Regions from separate parts of the Arabidopsis thaliana genome. Here region 2 is linked to region 1. The links are chromatin contacts, called in public ChIA-PET maps. All regions are on one chromosome and are shown on one strand. The core of a region is the stretch at or near the end of the contact, and the rest is flanking DNA. Distances in the headings are between cores, read along the strand shown. Region 1 holds the start of EXO70E2 (exocyst subunit exo70 family protein E2). Region 2 holds the start of PDCB1 (plasmodesmata callose-binding protein 1).

What was found. ChIA-PET counts read pairs in DNA pulled down with a chosen protein or histone mark.
Region 2: a contact with region 1 is called in an H3K4me3 ChIA-PET map of shoot, with 12 read pairs. The contact joins the promoter of PDCB1 here to the promoter of EXO70E2 in region 1. A contact is called at or near these places in 2 of 26 Hi-C or Micro-C datasets (root and vegetative nucleus), 1 of 2 datasets of contacts at active chromatin or transcription factors (shoot) and 1 of 3 other capture datasets (seedling).

Annotation. Positions count from the first base shown.
Region 1 is chr5:24,551,445-24,556,822 of TAIR10.1, reverse strand. It overlaps EXO70E2 (exocyst subunit exo70 family protein E2), which reads right to left and starts at 3,079. Exons shown (of 1, transcript NM_125494.3): 1 at 1-3,079. The coding sequence starts at 2,211. The coding sequence ends at 292. It overlaps RPA70D (Replication factor-A protein 1-like protein), which reads left to right and starts at 3,968. Exons shown (of 11, transcript NM_125493.4): 1 at 3,968-4,309; 2 at 4,556-4,702; 3 at 4,808-5,035; 4 at 5,136-5,313. The coding sequence starts at 4,182.
Region 2 is chr5:24,587,232-24,592,609 of TAIR10.1, reverse strand. It overlaps PDCB1 (plasmodesmata callose-binding protein 1), which reads left to right and starts at 3,030. Exons shown (of 4, transcript NM_125506.5): 1 at 3,030-3,292; 2 at 3,664-3,903; 3 at 4,194-4,227; 4 at 4,893-5,378. The coding sequence starts at 3,241. The coding sequence ends at 5,172. AT5G61140 (U5 small nuclear ribonucleoprotein helicase) reads right to left here and starts at 2,704. Exons shown (of 49, transcript NM_001203655.2): 1 at 2,289-2,704; 2 at 2,032-2,093; 3 at 1,766-1,946; 4 at 1,182-1,611; 5 at 1,027-1,092; 6 at 614-718; 7 at 225-521; 8 at 1-42. The coding sequence starts at 2,611.

The DNA.
Region 1 (5,378 bases), core at 1,830-4,329:
CAAATAGCCCAAGTCCATACCTCAGTTAAATCAGATGAGTCCATAGAGTTAACCAAAAAACCATCGTCATTATAAATGTTAAATCCGACTTAAACATTGAATTTGTATTAAGCATGTCAAAGATGACATAGTGACAAGATAGCCAATTACTATTACATCCCCACAATGGAGTATAAAAATTCTACAACTTTATTTGCATGTAAGCAATCACAAAACATTGCATAAGTGAGTAAATAACAAAAGATCAAAAGAACAAAGATGGAGTCCATTAGGCTCAAGTCATCATCATCATCATCTCTTACGAGAGCTGCGCAGTGATCTTGGAGATGGCAAACATTCAAAGAGATCAAGGAGCATATTCTCAATGTCTTCACAAGTGTATCGGATGTGTTTTTCGCCTATGCGAACTGCATTTCTTCCAAGAAATCCTCTGTAAGACTGAACAACCTTGACAGAGGTCGAGATGTGAAGATCATCGCGGAGCTCTGAATCAGGGACTGACCAACGGGTTTGGTTCTTGTAAACATCATCAAATGCAAGGCTGAAAAGTCTGCATCTTTCTCTCAGGGTTCTTACAGAGTCGTTGTTGTCTCTGAGCAAAGCGAGTATGGAGCTCCATGTGGATCTCTCGTAGTTAGTGACATTGCATTGGTAGCTTGCAATGTGCTTCCTGATCCATTCGTCTCCAAACAAGCGTCTCAGCTCTGATCCCTTTACCTTCTGGACCATGTAACGGAAGTTGTTCATCAGGAAAATGGATTTCAGTGCTTCGTCTGCGTACAGCTGAGCTTTTCGCTCAAGGCTGGATTCTAGAGTTGTGACGATTGACCTGAGGTGTCTAGCCATTGGAGAGAATGTCGAAGGGAGGACATCTTCTCCTGTTTTCTCGGGGATGGAGTCGTCAACGTGTATGTTCTGAAGCAGTGAGTTTAGTGAGTCGGTATACTCCGGGAGAAGCTTCAAGTAGTTCATTACATACCTGGTCAGGTGATGAATCCCGCCTCCATGAAAGGGGCGTGTGGATTCATCTGAGGCTATTGCGTCTTTGAACTTTAAGAAGGTTGTGGTTGTATGATCAGCTAGTTTTTTTGACAGGTTGTGAAATGCAATTCTTAAAGACGAGCCTGTTTCATCGGGGAAGAGGTTATCGACATCCACGAGAATCTCTGCTGAAACCTCATACATACTAAGGAAGCGCTCAAGCATTTCTGGCTTGCAAGATCTCAGCACCACAGCTTCTCCAAAGTTGAGGAGTGATAGAATTGCATCTTTTGAGATTTCAATGAAGCAAGCTGTAGAAATTGACTCAAAGTCTCCCAAAATCTGATCACATAGCTGTTTTTCACTGGCGAGATAGACCTGAGTAATGATCTTAACAACCTTTGTCCATTTTCTCATTGCACCATTCAAATCCTCCCAGTCCATTCTGAGAACATCAACGCAGCTGAATCTTTCCATTTCGAGAGTAACCATATACTCCTCCAGAGCTTCTCTTTGAACGCCGATGAAAGCTTCACAGAATGGTTGATCATACTCGCAAGCAAACATGGCGTTTGCAATAGCTTTGATGTGAGGAAGTACGATGGGATCAACCAAATCAGAATTATAAAAGTCCGATATCTGTTCATCATCTTCATGTGAAGAAGCTTCGACAATAACTTCATCATCTAGGGAGACAAAGGACTCGTCGTACACAATATCTTTTCTACGGGAACTAACAGCCAAGTAATCAGGCTGTACATGCCGTTTGTGCTGATGCAGAACATCACAGAGCTCTTTCTCAAGCCTCAACATCGCGATGTCAAGAGCAACCGTAGCTTGGTTGTAAACATCTTTCTCCATCTGGTTAGTTTTCATGGGCAAAGCTTTGAAACCCACAAGAACTGTTTGAACGTCATACAGGGCTTGAAAGAACTGATCAGCTTCAGACAGACCAGCTTCAAACATCGTCGACTGGTTTGTCTCCCAACTGCGGATTCTCTTCACAGCTTCTTTGAATCTCTTCTTGATCTCAGAGAATCCTGCATCTTCAACTTTGGTATCAGCAATCCCAAATGTTGACAAATGCATCTCTAGGTCACTTAGGAGCTTTCTCAAATTGGCATCCAGGTTGTTATCAGATGCCCTCAGTGCCTTAACAACATGGTGACATGCCTCAAAGACATGATTGTTCATTCCGGAAACAGGAACCTTGGAATCAAACTCTGCCATAACCAAAACCAAAGACTAGAGCCTAAACTCAACTTAAATTTGACTAGACAACTAAATACACACGGCAGAAGAGAGAAAAGTCTAAAGTGTTTCCAGGTGAAAGCACAAATGTAAACGAAGGGATGTTATATAAAGTGATTACTAGGTAAGCTTAACTCCAAGAACTATACTTTGAAAAAATCTCAAGTCATCTCGGAATGAAGTAAACAGAGAGGAAGAGAAATCCCCACATGAACATAGTAAAAACCATTACTACTTAAGCTTAATCCAGTTGACATACTTATGGTAAAAAATCAGTGAAGCATTCTTCAAATCTAACATTTTTCCTCATACTATAAGCTCCCACACAACACCCCAAACTATAAGCTCCCACTTATGGTACCATACTATAAGCTCCCACACAACACCCCAAAGAAAAAGTCAAGTCAACGGCTTTCCCAAAAAAACTTCTTGTTTCTGTAAAAAAGGAGAAATTTTGATGTTTATTAGAAAGTGATATGTTATTTGATTTCACAGAAACATTTTATCATACACTCGGTGATCGAACAGAGTAAACGTACCGTGAAACGGGAAGAAGAAGAAGAAAAAAAAAAAAACCAGGAAAGAAGAGATTATGATTTTGATAACTGTGTGATCAAAGTCTCAAAGAACAGATTTTTAGAAGCAAGAGCAAGAGAGTTTCAGCGAGATTATTGGGGAAGAAGAAGGGAAAGAAGAAAAGTTGTGGTGCACGTAAACTGTATTTATAAAAACAAAGTTGAAAAATGGAATTAGTATTCCAACGAAGGCGATCCCGTAATTTCGTAGATTACGAAAGGTTTAGAAAATGATAAATTTTTGGGCCGCCCCGAATCTAATTGAGATTGATTCGTCCATTGACTTCCCCATATGGCGGGACGAAAACCATGGGGATGGTAAGTCTAATTAACTTAAATTTGGGGGTCAAAATGTAATTAATAAACTTCGAAATGAATTTAATTTGTTTCAATTACTTTTACGAATTTGAACATTTTATGTTCTATCTCTTGTCTTGATTTTTGATAATGTTGTCGTCAGAGATAATCGAATTTCATTAAACACATTTTATGGTGGATTTTTTTAGAGCTATTGGATACAATAGGGATAAAAGTATTATGTTTTTGGAAAATAAGGGGTACAATAATAAATTAGTGTAATAAACGTTGATGTTGATTAGTCAATACTTGAAGTTTGACTGGCTCGCAATGTATTGATCTGAACCGTCCGATTATATTTGTACGGCTCACACTAGTAGTTGACAGCTCATATCAAGTAAGGACCTCAGCAAGTTTTTTTTTCCCAAGTCAAGAAGTATAAATTTTCTCTTTATATAAATTAAAATTTTAAATGTTTGCCTCACGCAATGCGTAGAATTATTTTTTTCAATTGTCAAAAACATTCAGAGAAAAAAAAAAGTCAAAAACATTAAAGATTGTTGATATTGTTTAATCTGGAATTGGTGTTTGATTTTGATCCTGGGGATTTTGTATTTAATCTTTTTCTGAAATAATAATATCGTATGTGTTCTTTAAGAAACAAAAAAATTGTATTTGTTGGAAATAAATTTTAGATATTTATGAATCATAACGTGTGATACGGTGGATTCAAGACCCACACATAAAAACAAAACCATAAACTATGGGCCTGAAGTGAAAGGCTTTTGTAACACAGTTTCTTTCGCATACAAAGTCCATTATCAAACAAAACAAAATGCGCCAAAAAAATGGAAAGATACTGAAAAGAAGCGGTAAGAGTTTTTTGCCAAAAAAATAGAAATTGAAATCGGCGGGGGAACAATTAATCGAATTTAATAGCTCCCGCTTAAAGCTCTCTCCTTTACAAAAACCCTCGTACCTCTCTCTCATTCTTCTCACTATCTCACGGCTTTTAGTTTTCACCATTCTGATTAAAGAGAAACCAAACGTTTCATTTTTCAATATCTAGAGAGAAAGATGCAGACTTCGGTGACCCCAGATGCCATCTCCACCGTTTTGTCAAACCCATCCTTTGATTCGTCTTCCGATCGATCTGAGATCGTTGTTCAAGTTGTGGATCTTAAACCTATCGGCAATCGCTATACGTAAGTTTCCTTGGCTTTTCATGATCTGGGTTTTACTTGATTTCTTAAATCTCGCTTGTTCCAGCTTTAGGTCAGTGTTATATTCTCTCAATCACAATTGTATAGCTAGATTATGATATGCAACGACTTTGATGACTCTATGATAGAAGAGATCTGGGTTTGTTGATAATAGTTTGTATATTGCCTAGTTTTGGGTTTTAGTTACCGATTTTGTTCTGATGGATCTGTTTTGATTTTGGTTGACAGATTTAGTGCAAATGACGGAAAGACGAAAGTCAAAGCAATGTTTACTGCTTCACTCACACCTGAAATCATTTCTGGGAAGATCCAGAACTTGGGTCTAATTCGTCTCATTGATTTCACTGTTAACGACATTTCAAGCAAATCTACAAAGTAAGACTTCTCTTTTGCTTCTTCTTTACATGGATAATCACTCTGGTTCGATTCTTGAAATCAACAGTTACTAACATGTGTGTTTCTCTATTGTCTCTGTGTCAGATATTTCCTTGTGACTAAATGTGAGGCTGTTGGTTCTGTGCTTGATTCTGAGATTAACTTGGACAGTAAGAGCGGAGAGGAGGAGGCTCGTGAGCCCAAGAAGCAGAAACTAGAGCATTCTCCTGTCAGTCCTCTGAATGATGTTGTTTCTACTGGTATCACATTGAAACCGAAGCAGGAATTTGTAGCCAAATCAGCTTCTCAGATAATGAGTGAACAAAGGGGAAAGTAAGCAAATTATCTTTTTTGATCTTCAATGTTTCATTACTGTCTCTGTCAAATGGTTATTTTATTAGTGTTTTGCTTAAATTCGTTTGGATTTTGACAGTGCTGCACCAGCTGCAAGAATGGCCATGACTAGAAGGGTTCATCCACTTGTGTCATTAAATCCATATCAAGGAAACTGGACCATCAAAGTCCGAGTTACAAACAAGGGAGTGATGAGAAATTACAAAAACGCTAGGGGTGAAGGATGTGTCTTCAATGTTGAACTAACAGATGAAGAAGTAAGAAAGCTCCTTACTATCTCTCAAACTTGGTATAGACAACCTTTATGCGGTTTCTCATTTTG
Region 2 (5,378 bases), core at 1,781-4,280, 36 kb before region 1:
AAAAGCAGCTTGAGCAAAGTCATCTAACTCTTTTATCTCAATCTAGAAACAAGCAAGAATTTAGAGTTAAGAGTGCATGCAATCTGACAGAAAAAAGCTACAATACCATCTATATAAGAAAACCATTCAAATGTGTGGAGAAAGACTTGACGATAACTTCTCGGCATGAAAAAATGTCACTCAAAGAAATTTATCATCTGCCTCTGGATATGGATGAGACGTACCAGCTTCTCGCCAGGTTTCATTTGTGCAGTAGGGGTTGGCGGGATAAACACTTCCTCATATCCTTTTAAGTGCTTCCTTACAGTACCTTGGGGAAGGGCAAGTGCAAGAGAATTCGCTTCTCCAGACCCAATCAGATCCTCAAATGCAGTCTTCTTTTCACTTGCCTCAAGTAAAGAAGAAAAATTGGCCTCTGATATTTCACTCTCTAAACCAAGATCAGCATTTCGTTTATTTTTCTTTTCCTCCTTACGCCGAAGTTTTTCAATTTGCTTTGCAGACTCTGTTTGAACAGTAACCTGAAAGGTGGCTGAGTGCAATCATTACTGTGGCTATAGAAAAGGAATGGTGCCCAAAATCAGAAGGGAAGGCCTCAGGCAAATAGATGTACCTGTGTTCCATAGGTAGGCATCCGAGATTGGGTGTTTGAAGCTGCTTTGTCAGACTTGAGAATCATTTGGCCATGATGGATAGCATCAACAATTTCTTTCCGATGCTGAAAAAGGAATATACAAGACACCATTCACATTTCTAAGAGACTAGAAAGAAGAATATAATTTTAATATAGACCTTAGTAACAACTCTTTTACTATATATAGGCACACCCATACACCATAAAGTCGGCTTAAAAGATGGTGATTTCATCCAAAAACATAAAAACACAGTTGTGCATGCCACTTAAACGTAATGGTAACTAATGAGAAAGGCATACTATACTGTAGAATCTAACGGAAATCAGGTACCAAGTATCACCACAGGTCCGTAGACTTCAGAAAAAAGAGCAATATCAAATTTAGGCCTTACCATAATAAGGTCTTGAACAGTCTCAAATGCACCATCCCCAACAAGATCCAGCAGATCCCCAGCTATCTGCAGAACAAATATTTAAAATCTCATCTACTTTCACTTGCAAATATGATGCTCTAGGAACAGGTATAGTAGGTTCGAAAATAACATACCTCCTCACCGGGTTTATCCGAATCCAGAAATCTGCATATAGCCATAGCCAATTCTTCACGGGAAAGTTGTGAATTGGTTTCTCTAACCATCCGACCACATGCATCTCTTAGCCAACTTAAATTGAATTTTCCTGCACTGAGATTATTTTTCGTGTCGCTAACACCACTCCATCCTTCAGAAAACGATGTATGAGCATCATTGCTTTCTACATCCACAAACCCAGTTTCGTCAAGAGATGCTTCCACCAAAAAACGAGCTGGTAGATTGAAAACAAGGTCGGCACCAAACTCAGCTCCCCCATTAACTTCATCAGCATATGTCTCAGACTGATGAGTAGGCTGTATTGAGTAAAGTGCCTGAGCAAAGGAGGCCACGTTTTTTACATTAGCATCTGAGACAGCATGCCCGACAAGATTTTGCAACTCTAACCTGTTGAATATAAGAAAGCCTCAATTATCTCTGAACACCATAAAGAAGTGCAAAAATCTCGGCCACTTTCATAATCTTCAACAATCTTGCATCAGCATGGTTGATAAATAAACGAATATACATAAAATGAAAAAACAGAATTAACAGTACTTACTTCTTCCCGGAAATGCTTATATTATCATTGATATCACTATCATCTTCCTCCACTGGATTGTTAAACAGACGATAAGCGGAAAAAGCAACCTCGCGAAACTCATCTGATGGAACTTCCCGATCAATCAATTCCACTACAGCTCCAATAAACTGCTTGTATGCTTGTCGCACTTCGAGAGAAGCTGTCACACCAATTCCAATCAATATACACACAACACCATCTTTTATAGAGAAATTGGGAAAAAATAGATATCATCATAAAATCACCTCCTTCCCATTGATGAACTATCCTCTTAGCAAGGTCAGATTCATCAAGGCGATTACCGGAGCTGAAATGGCAAACACAAGTAACACAATAGTCCAATTCAATTCAAGTATTTCCAAATGCTTTCCAAATTCTACTTAGACATTGTGATCACCAGACTATACAACTATCAAATTCGATATAGCACCAAACAGATGCTATAGAACTCGCTGAAAACTTAGTAAACGAGTGGAATCAGTTCGGAAAGAAAAAAACGGACCTGCGAGGCTTATTAAGAGTTTGGAGTATAGTTTTGCGGCGAAGGTAAGCCTGATCGATGTCGAAAGGCTCTCTAAGAGAGCTTGTCAAGCGAGGAAGCTGAACTAACATGACAAAATCCCTGTACTTGTGTCGTTTAGGATTCTTCTCCTCTGTGGTGTTTTCACCTCTGGTCGGCTCTCCGAGGAAGAAGGCGATCGCTTGCGTTCTAAAACGGCGTCGGTTAGATACTTGAACAAATAGGCCCGTACACCGACCCGCTAAGATACGGGTCCACGAAATCGACGTCGTTTTATGTTTATTACATGGGGAGTTGTGGACCATGACTAAATTATTCTTTTTTTATTATTATTGGTAGAGAATTTTTTTGAATTAATAACAAGACAATTAAAAATAAAATACACAAAATATTATACTTTTTTTTTTACTGTAATTATGTCGATTTTATAAAATTTAGAATGGCCAATACACAGTAAACAAATTATTGTTATTTCTTTTTTTTGCAAAACAAATTATTCAAATCTGACCCAAGCATGAACAAGATTTTCTGAATCAGCTTTTTCACATCTCATCCTGCAACACAAAAAATAAAAAAATTGCCTTTTACAATAAGTCATTTTAAATTATTTTGAAGTACCAATAATACGATGTGTCTTTAATTTAAATCTAAAAATATACGTACAAAAAAAGTCTACACGAGCTAAGTTCTTTAATGATGTAAAAAAGCATTCAAAAGGGTTTTGAGAAGAGACAAGAAGACACAGAACAAGTAGCCACTCTCTCATCTCACCACCCCTCTTTCTCTCTACTTGCTCTCTATCTCTCTCTGTGTCTCTCCACTTTCTCTTCTTCTTCTTCTTCTTCTTCTTCTTGCTCTAGAGATCTCTCTATCTCCATTCTTTTCTCTCTCTGTTTCTAGAAAGACAACAGTGACATTTTGTCTGAACGCATCTATGGCTGCTCTGGTGCTTTCACTTCTCCTTCTATCCTTGGCTGGACATTCTAGTAAGAACTTTCACTCTTCTTCAGATTTCTTAGCTTAGTCTTCTTATCTCTTTCACTCTTAGTTAGCTCTTGTCTGAAAAAGGTTCTGTTCCTTTGAAGAATGAAAAAATAAAAAATTGTTTTCTGTTCTTAAAGTGTTTTTTCTTGGCATAGTTCACAAATTTCTAGAAAACTTTACTGATTTTTTTCTTCTTCTGATTTGCTTGTTGTCTCTCAACTTCCTACTTACTTTTTTTACCCTAATATTTGTAAATCTTGCCTTTTAAAGGTGATTCCAAGATTTACCCAAATCTTGTTGGCTTCTCACATTATAGAACAAGGAAGATGCAGCTATCTATTTTCTAATTTTGGCTTTCTTGTGGTCTTTGTAGGTGCCTCATGGTGTGTGTGTAAGACAGGGCTGAGTGATACAGTGCTACAGGCAACCCTAGACTATGCTTGTGGAAATGGAGCAGATTGTAATCCTACTAAACCAAAACAATCTTGCTTCAACCCTGACAATGTTAGGTCTCATTGCAACTATGCAGTCAATAGCTTCTTCCAAAAGAAGGGTCAATCTCCTGGCTCTTGTAATTTCGATGGAACTGCCACTCCCACTAACTCCGATCCCAGTTAGTCTCTCTAAACTATTCTCATTTGTTCTGCTCTTTGATATTACATTAGGCCAATGCTAAAGAAACTTGCTCTTTTTGGAGTGCTTGTTAGGATTCATGTGGTGTCTAATTATTGATAGTTACAGAAAGTTGAAGGTTTTTATTTTTGTCACTAGTGAATGACTTTGGTATTCAAGATTCTGAGACAAAATGGATACGCCAAATGCATAATAAAGACTATATTTCTAGTTTTCAAATTTGTGGACAATAACCAATGGCTTAACATTTTCTGTGTTTGTTTTTTACAGGTTATACAGGTTGTGCCTTTCCTACTAGTGCCAGGTATGCTTCTGATTCAAATGGCCTTATCAAGAAATTGAAAGAAACGTTTTGCATTTTATGGAACCAAAACCAAGAATTTGTTTTCTATGTTTGTGGCAAAGAGAAAAAGTAGATTAAAGTTTGGTTTGGGTCCCAAATTACAACTTTTTTTGTTCTTGTTTACTTTTGTTGTGAAAGAGATATCATCATTCAGCTTAAATTAAAATAGAAAACAGCATCATTAGTATTACTTAAATAGACTAAAGGAAATAGAGTAAGTAATGAAATTTTTTGACTCTGTTGTGAACAGTCTTATTTTAAGACACTGTTAATTGTAAGTGTTCAACGTGAACCTAAAAGTACTCAATTTTCTTTATTTCTTTAACCAAACTTTTGGTCATATCTATAATCAAAATCAAATGCTTTATTGGATTACAGTTTGAACGCATGATCATGTTCTTGACTGATATGGCCGTATTAAGCAATAGTACTCTAAATCTTTAATCTTTTGGACCCATCAAAGACCCTTTTAGTTAATAGAAACTGAGACTCTTCTTTTTGTTAGCGTTTTTTGAGTATAGAATATGAATTTGCTTTGAAGACTTTCCTTTAGATCAATCTCTTTCATCAAGACTTGGTCTGGTTTTGGAACTTCATTGTCTGATATAACTCTTATTTTCTTCCAGTGGCTCTAGCGGCAGCACAACTGTGACACCTGGCACAACCAATCCAAAAGGCAGCCCAACGACCACCACACTTCCTGGTAGTGGTACCAACAGTCCTTATTCAGGGAACCCAACCAATGGAGTTTTTGGGGGAAATAGCACAGGAGGCACCACTGGGACAGGGATTAACCCGGATTACACGACAGACAGCAGCGCGTTTGCTCTCAAGAACTCAAGCAAATTGTTCATCTGCCTTCTCTTGATCGCTTCGAGTGGATTCTGCTCTTTCCTGATGCTCTAAGGATGTTAATGGTCTCTGGTTCTGTGGGTGCACTTAGTTATCGTTTCGAGGACATTTTGGTCTAGTTTAGTGGTAATCTCTGTCTCTGTGTTATGGGTCTATGTTATGTTTTTGTTTGTAAGAAGATTTCAGCTCTTGCAGTTACTCTTAATTACCTCTTTGACTGTTCTGGTAGATTTGATGCCAGTGAAAAAAAATCTTAATAT